Regions from separate parts of the Callithrix jacchus genome. Here region 2 is linked to region 1. The links are chromatin contacts, called in public Hi-C maps. All regions are on one chromosome and are shown on one strand. The core of a region is the stretch at or near the end of the contact, and the rest is flanking DNA. Distances in the headings are between cores, read along the strand shown. Region 1 has its middle 4.5 kb from the start of CITED2. Region 2 has its middle 74 kb from the start of TXLNB.

Region 1 (3,316 bases), core at 482-2,981:
GATTTTTTTTCACAATTTAGCATTATTTATGAGTTTAATTTCTTCCTGAGAAGGAAAGTTCTTTATTTCAGATGTCTTACTATTTTTCAAAAATATAGGTGGGTCTTACTACAAGGCGAACTAAAATTGTTAGCAGTATTTGATAGAAAATATTCTTATGTTTCCTTTTCCAGTTTAAATTAAAAGTATGACTACCAGGAAAAAAAAAAAAAAAGAATCACTTTTCTCCTTGCTGCATAAAAATAGGTCAAGTAATTTAAGCCAGTCCATTGCAATTAAAATTCTGACATTGCCATTGTTCCTTCTATTCTAGAGGGAAAAGACAACCAGAACCCATGATAATAGGGGTTCATTGGCTAAGTCATTTGATGTGCTACCTATTGTTCTCCTGTGGAGGCTCAGCCTCAACCTGCCTGGGAGCGCTGATTTTGATGATAGCGGTACAGTACCAAAATGATAAATACCAGCTCTCAAGCATGCATTTCTGAAGAAGTGTAATACGGCTTTCATGCTAGCAAAACAGTACCATTGCAGAGAAAAAAATCGCCACTGGCATGGGTCCTAAATTCCTTGAATTCTATATTTATTTATTTTTTGGAGACAATGTTATCTGCCCAGTTTATTTTAAAGTAAATTTTCCTGACTCAATTAGACAGCAAGACTCATCCTCATTAAAGATCCTGCAGTCCTTTCACGAGATTAGGGCCCGGTGGCTTGGTCACATTCCAGTGTGGATAATTACATTCTGCATTCTTGGATACTTCCCTCCACCTTTCCAACCTCATACCGTCAAATGCATTGTTATCTACCCTTCCAGCGAAGCAACAGTCCTGTTGTGGGGTGCCGAGGATTTGCCGTCCCCTCATAGTTTACAGGCTAAAGCATTGGCCCAAACCACTGCTCATTACACTTTTAAAAGAAAATCCCTTAGGTAATGCATATTTTCAGCTAAGAGGCAAATCTCATTGATGCACACTTAATCATAGGATAAGCTTTTTGGTAAATAAAATATTCTTATTTTATAAAGGATGTTTATTTTGGAATCTTCTTGGGTTAAAAAAAAATGTGTTGCTCGAATATGTGCTGTTTGCTCCAAGGAGAAAACAAAGTCTTCAGAAATGGCAACAAAACAACAATAAAGAGAAAAACCTCTTGAGGAAACAGGTTTTCATTGACCTTCCAAATAAATTCCACAAGGGGGCGAAAACACCTAATGGTCTGGGACTGTAAAGTTTCTATTTCAGAGCTGGCCACCCATAATAGATTAGTGGATTAATATTTTTCTCTAAAGGATCTGGCCTTTAATGTTGACATCAATTTATAGCCATCCCAGGCGTTTACAGTAGTAAAAGTCATGGAGACCATAAACTTCACAATGGATGTCAGCCTTCTGCTACTAGTGCTCTAGCCCAGCACCCCCATAAACAGTGGTGATTAGGTAACCGTTCTTCAAAGACCCATCCATAGCTCTAACGTCTTTATCAGCTCCTGCAAAGATACTGTCACGAGGATTTTATCAGGCACAAGACAGAGGTACACGTTTTTATTAATGTGGACTTGTTTTTCTGACATGTAGCTATGAGGTTGTGCTGTGGCTTATCATTGATCTCTTCTTGAAAAATCAAGCATGGAGTGTCTATTTTTGGGCAAAGCTTAAAGAACAGAAGCTCTCTTGTATCATATTAGAACTTTTTGACAAACAGCCAAGGTACAGAGGTCAAATTTCCCCATATGCTATAAGCAACTTAGTAGGAAGCAAGACCACAAAAGGTTTTGCAAATGTCTGCCAGTAGCCGGGTGATCTAGGTCACTGTACAGGTTTCATTAATCAGGTTGTTCAAACAAGGAGTTATTTTTCTCTGCTTAAGAGACCTGCAGATATCACATAGAATCTGCTCAATTGTTGATCAAGAAAGAGTTTTTAATGAAACAGAGATCATTCAAGTGAATGGGGGTGGGGGAGCATTTGTATTTGCACTGAAGACAAATTGTGCTTTTTAGCCCAGCTCCTCTGTTTGAGTCCTCTGTTCTGGTAGGGATGGGCTCAAGCTCTAATAATAGTTCCCTGGGCTCTGCAGCTCTACATACGTGTTCCGGCGTTTGAGCAGCAGGAGGAATTTAGTGACAGAGCAGGTGTTGTGGCTTATTCCCTGGCAGAATAAATGGTGAAGGGTGGTGGCAAGACAATTCTTTTGCTTCTTTATGCAAAAAACAATGCCTTTAATCGCTTTCCTTTTTTCCTGGCACTAGTGAAAAAGGACTGGAATTGCTGGATTAATACGTATGCAAACATATTTTTTCACTTGAACCTCTGGAAAAAAGAAAAACTTACTGTGAAAATGCTTAGCCAGAAAGATTTATTGCTGATTGCAGATTTAGTATTGACATGTCTTAGCTGAAGAAAACTTCAGCTTTAACTATTAATGTGGAAATCTGGATCAGCTTTTAAAGCGGGTTAAAAAAGAGTTTTGGATGATTCAGTGTATTTTCAGAAATTATTTATTTGAACATAATTTTAAATAAGAAAGTGTCAGTTACAGAGGTATAAAAAACCCAGTGGAGTGTGTACATTTTAATTTTACATGGCCTGCCTTGGAAATAGAATTACAGAATGTAGGTGATCTGAATTCCACTTAAAGCAGCCTTTATGCCCAACTTACTCTCTCAGAATACTTCTAAATACCCAGTCCTCCTGACTTCTTATAAAATATGCAATTTAAGATGAGAATCTAAGTTTAAATGTTCTTTTAAAGCATTATTTATAAAATTTTTCTCAATCTACATTTTTGACTTCCCTTAGTAAGTTACGTCCAAAAGTCTGCATTTTTTTTTCTTTAAGGTGGGTGTGTTGCTCTTATAAACATGAGGTAAGCCATGAAAACATGAAAGAGAAAACAAAATAAAATTCCTTCTCCTTCCACCTGGGATAATCTGATTTTTAAAATATTTCTTTTTCCTTCGCTGGATTATATAAGGCAAAACTTGACACCCACTTACTTAATTGTAGCTATGGTCTTGGTAAATCATCTCTCTAAGTAAAATTAAAATATTTTAGGTGTTTGCATCCCGTTCATCTAACAGGAAAGGCTCAGAATTCAGGAAAACGGGGCATGCTTAAGAGGGAACATCTTGTAAAGATTGTAATTTGACCTTTGAGTCAACCTGAGTAAATTTTAAATATTGCAGGACAAAATAGAAAGCCTCAAGGCGGAATTCTGCTCCTTCTTCCTCTTAAAACTATGAACCAGTCAGATACTATTTCAGAGATTACACTAGAAAATGTGTACCTATCCTTGGCACTTTTGCTGCGTAAACT
Region 2 (3,316 bases), core at 514-3,013, 160 kb before region 1:
ACTCCAGCCTGGGTGATAGAGCGAGACTCGGTCTCAGAAAAAAAAAAAAAAAAGAAAAAAAGAAATTTTAGCTTGGTTTGTGAATATTGCAATCAGTCTTAACACTATGAATATTATGTCCAACATGACACTGCTTTGCCCATTTCCAATAATATTTATTTACCTGGTCTCTCCTTTTAGAGGAGGATTCACACCTGTATAACTCCTTAGAGTATGCTTGGATGGCAGCTGTACATGGTGGCTGAAGCATTAGTGTCTTTCAGTAGGGTAGGGTTCCCTTCAGGGCGTTCAGCTCCTGTTGCTCAGCAGCAAATGTGTGACAAATTCAGTGTGTGTTGTGTTCTTGACTTAATAGGGTGCTTAATTACTAACTTATATGAGTAAGTACAAGCATGTTTGTATGTATGCACATATTTAAGTAAGGTTTTCTGATGTCATTAGATATTGAAAACATATAAACTATATTTTATTAATAATTGTCAGAAATGTGCTATTAACACATAGATGAGTTTGTCAATACCTTGAAAAGATTTAGCACTTTGAGAGCTGTCCTGGCAAGATTTTCCAAGGGGCAGGCCAAGTAGATACTTAGAGCATCTGCAAAGCAGCAATTTTGTGAAGAAGATTCCAAATATATGCCAGGCATGGTGGCTCACGCCCGTAATCCCAGCTTTTTAGGAGACCAAGGTGGGTGGATCACCTGAGGTCAGGAGTTCAAGACCAGCCTGACCAACATGGTGAAACCCTATCTCTGTTGAACACAAAAAATTAGCCAGGCATGGTGGTGCAATGCCTGTAATCCCAGCCACTTGGGAGGCGGAGGCAGGAGAATTGCTTGAACCTGGGAGGCAGAGGTTGCAGTAAGCTGAGATTGCACCACTGCACTCCAACCTGGGCAGCAGAGCGAAACTCTGTCTCAAAAAAAAAAAAAAAAAAAGAAAGAAAGAAAGAAAAAGAAAAAAGAGAAGATTCCAAATATATTATTTTTTAACTGATGAGTTTTATAAAACCAGTGAAGAAGTCATCATGACTTCTGGATCTCAGCTTGGTGACAGCAGCAATGGAACCCACAGGAAAATAGAAATCTGGTTCCCCCAGATTCTATCCTTGGAGACATGCTCTCTGTGGAGTAAATTGTGGCTGTGTTCTTTGAGCGTATTTTGTCAATTGTGGAATACTGGTATAGGTTCATCATCTTTCTATTGCTTCTCTAGTGTAGTTCATTCATGCTTCTATCCCAAGTGCCTCCCGCAGTGTCTAGCACAGGGTAAGTACTCACTAACAGTATTCAGTGTTCAATTCCACAACTGCTGGCTCGCCCAGTTCTCACTGAAGTGGGATATAGCCTGGATCCCAACTGCAATTCGGTTTTATTTGTTCAGAGAAAAATAAACTTCCTTGAGACTTTGTTCACCTAACGGTGGCAAACAATCACTCAAGTTGGCAGAAGAGGAGGCCTACCTAATCACTGTACAAAGGTGGTTTTCAGTCGGGTTGCTGGGTACACAGTCCTGCCAGATTTAATGACAAGCAGGCCTGGGCTGACCGAGTCACTGGCTACACCTCCAGCAGTTCAGTAGGTGGCACTGCTGTTCTCTCTGTGCAGAAGCTGGCGGCCACACGGAGGCTGTCTGTTTGGGCAAGCAGGAATGCAAATCATCAGCTCAAAGCAGCCTTCCTGGGCCAGCAGCAGCACAAACCCATTATCAGTGCGGTGGCAGCTGCTGCTGTTTGTCCCTGCGTGCAGGCAGTTTCAGAGTGAGGGCCTTTAGAATGTGGCCATGAGACTGAAGACGTCAAGAAGCGAAGCCACTGGGCTAAAATAAGCAGGTTAGGAGTCAGTTATCTGGTTCCCCACACATGTGTCTGGGAGCAGCTGGAAGGCTGAAAGGGCAGGCAGGCCTTTCCTTCTTCTAACTCTGGTCTGGAAAATCTCATCAACATGGTCAGTTCTCTAAAGCCCCATCTTGGAACCAAGTCAGCAAAAATCTAGAATATCTTGAACTGGTGGCAGAATTATATTTGTTATACCTATGAGCTAGCTTTTCCTGGTCAGTCTGGATTTCTAATGTTCTGGTTTCTTTTTTTGCTGATAGAAGAGTATTAGGCTTCGTCCAATAGGATTTCAACTTGTGGTTTAGAAAATATGGTCACCATAATTACCCTTCATTTCCTGAAAGCTGAATCTCAACTGATATTATAGGCTGACTGTGTCCCCCTCAAAATCTTATGTTGAAATGCTTACTCTCAAACTGATGTTATTAGGAAGTGGGGCCTTTGGGTGATAATTAGATCATGGGGGTGGACCCCTCATGAACGGGATTAATGCTCTTATAGAAGAAACCTCAGAGAGATCTTTTGCCCCTTCTGCCATGTGAGGTCACGGTGAGAAGACGGCTGACTGTGGAGAAGCAGACCTCCCATACACTGAGTCTGCTGGTGTCTTTATCTTGGACTTCTCAGCCTCTAGTACCACAAGAAATATATTTCTGTTGTTTGTAAGCCACCCAGTCTATGGTATTTTGTTATAGAAGCCTGAACAGGCAAAGACAACCAACAATGCACCCTCCCTTTCTATTTAATTCAAACTTCTCAAACTCTTACACTAAGTGGTGGCAAACCCCAAGTCACTGGGATTTGTTTTTTGCTAGTTCCTTAGTTTATGGGTGATTATCTGCCATTTTAGCAAATCCTTGTATACTATCCAAAGAGAAGCAGGAGTGAGATATAGCCACGAGTCTCCAACATTTAAGTGGATACAAAGCAACTTCTCAGAGAGCTGGTACTTATGTGTGTCATTATATTTGTGTTTGACAAACGCCTGGCATATGTGCTGTCCCTTTCTCTCCTTCTGGGGTTGGCATTATTAACTTATCGTGGTAAATTTCCTCCCAGACCAGTTTTGGCCTCAGACAGACTCTGGGATATAGGTTAAAATTTACTTGCCCAGTTTCAACTGTGGTTGACCTTTAATGTTCCTATTTTATCAGATAATGATAAAGGTCAAAATCTTAGCTAAAATAACAACCCAATCCCCCATAGCCAGCTCTTAAATAAAATAGAAACTCAGAGGAGCCCAAATCATAGAGCCCAAATACTAGAGCTCAAAGAAAATATGATGCATCTTCAGAATCTCAACATAATGAAATTGATGCTCAAGAGACAAGCTGGATGGGAATTCTGCTTCTTGTAAGGGTAGAATCAGATGTTGCAAGGTAACTCTGCACCCAAGAATAAACTAGAATAACTTGGTAAGACACTTAGAATGTCTGTTGGAAGGCACATGTCTGTTGGAGAGATACCTAGTCAGCAAAAA

The links. Hi-C and Micro-C count contacts between places; a contact is called where the count stands out from the background.
Region 2: a Hi-C map of skeletal muscle shows a contact between it and region 1, with 8 times the contacts expected there. The contact joins two enhancer-like sites. A contact is called at or near these places in 3 of 3 Hi-C or Micro-C datasets (induced pluripotent stem cells and skeletal muscle).

The regions. Positions count from the first base shown.
Region 1 is chr4:146,156,555-146,159,870 of calJac240_pri, forward strand. No RefSeq gene overlaps it. Among named protein-coding and RNA genes, the nearest start is that of CITED2, 4.5 kb to the right of the region's middle. Within about 2 kb of position 1,732, at least 9 of the 16 cell types and tissues checked have an H3K27ac peak or open chromatin away from gene starts, as enhancers often do. A contact at or near this core is called in skeletal muscle, where this site is marked.
Region 2 is chr4:145,997,653-146,000,968 of calJac240_pri, forward strand. No RefSeq gene overlaps it. Among named protein-coding and RNA genes, the nearest start is that of TXLNB, 74 kb to the right of the region's middle. Within about 2 kb of position 1,764, at least 6 of the 16 cell types and tissues checked have an H3K27ac peak or open chromatin away from gene starts, as enhancers often do. A contact at or near this core is called in skeletal muscle, where this site is marked.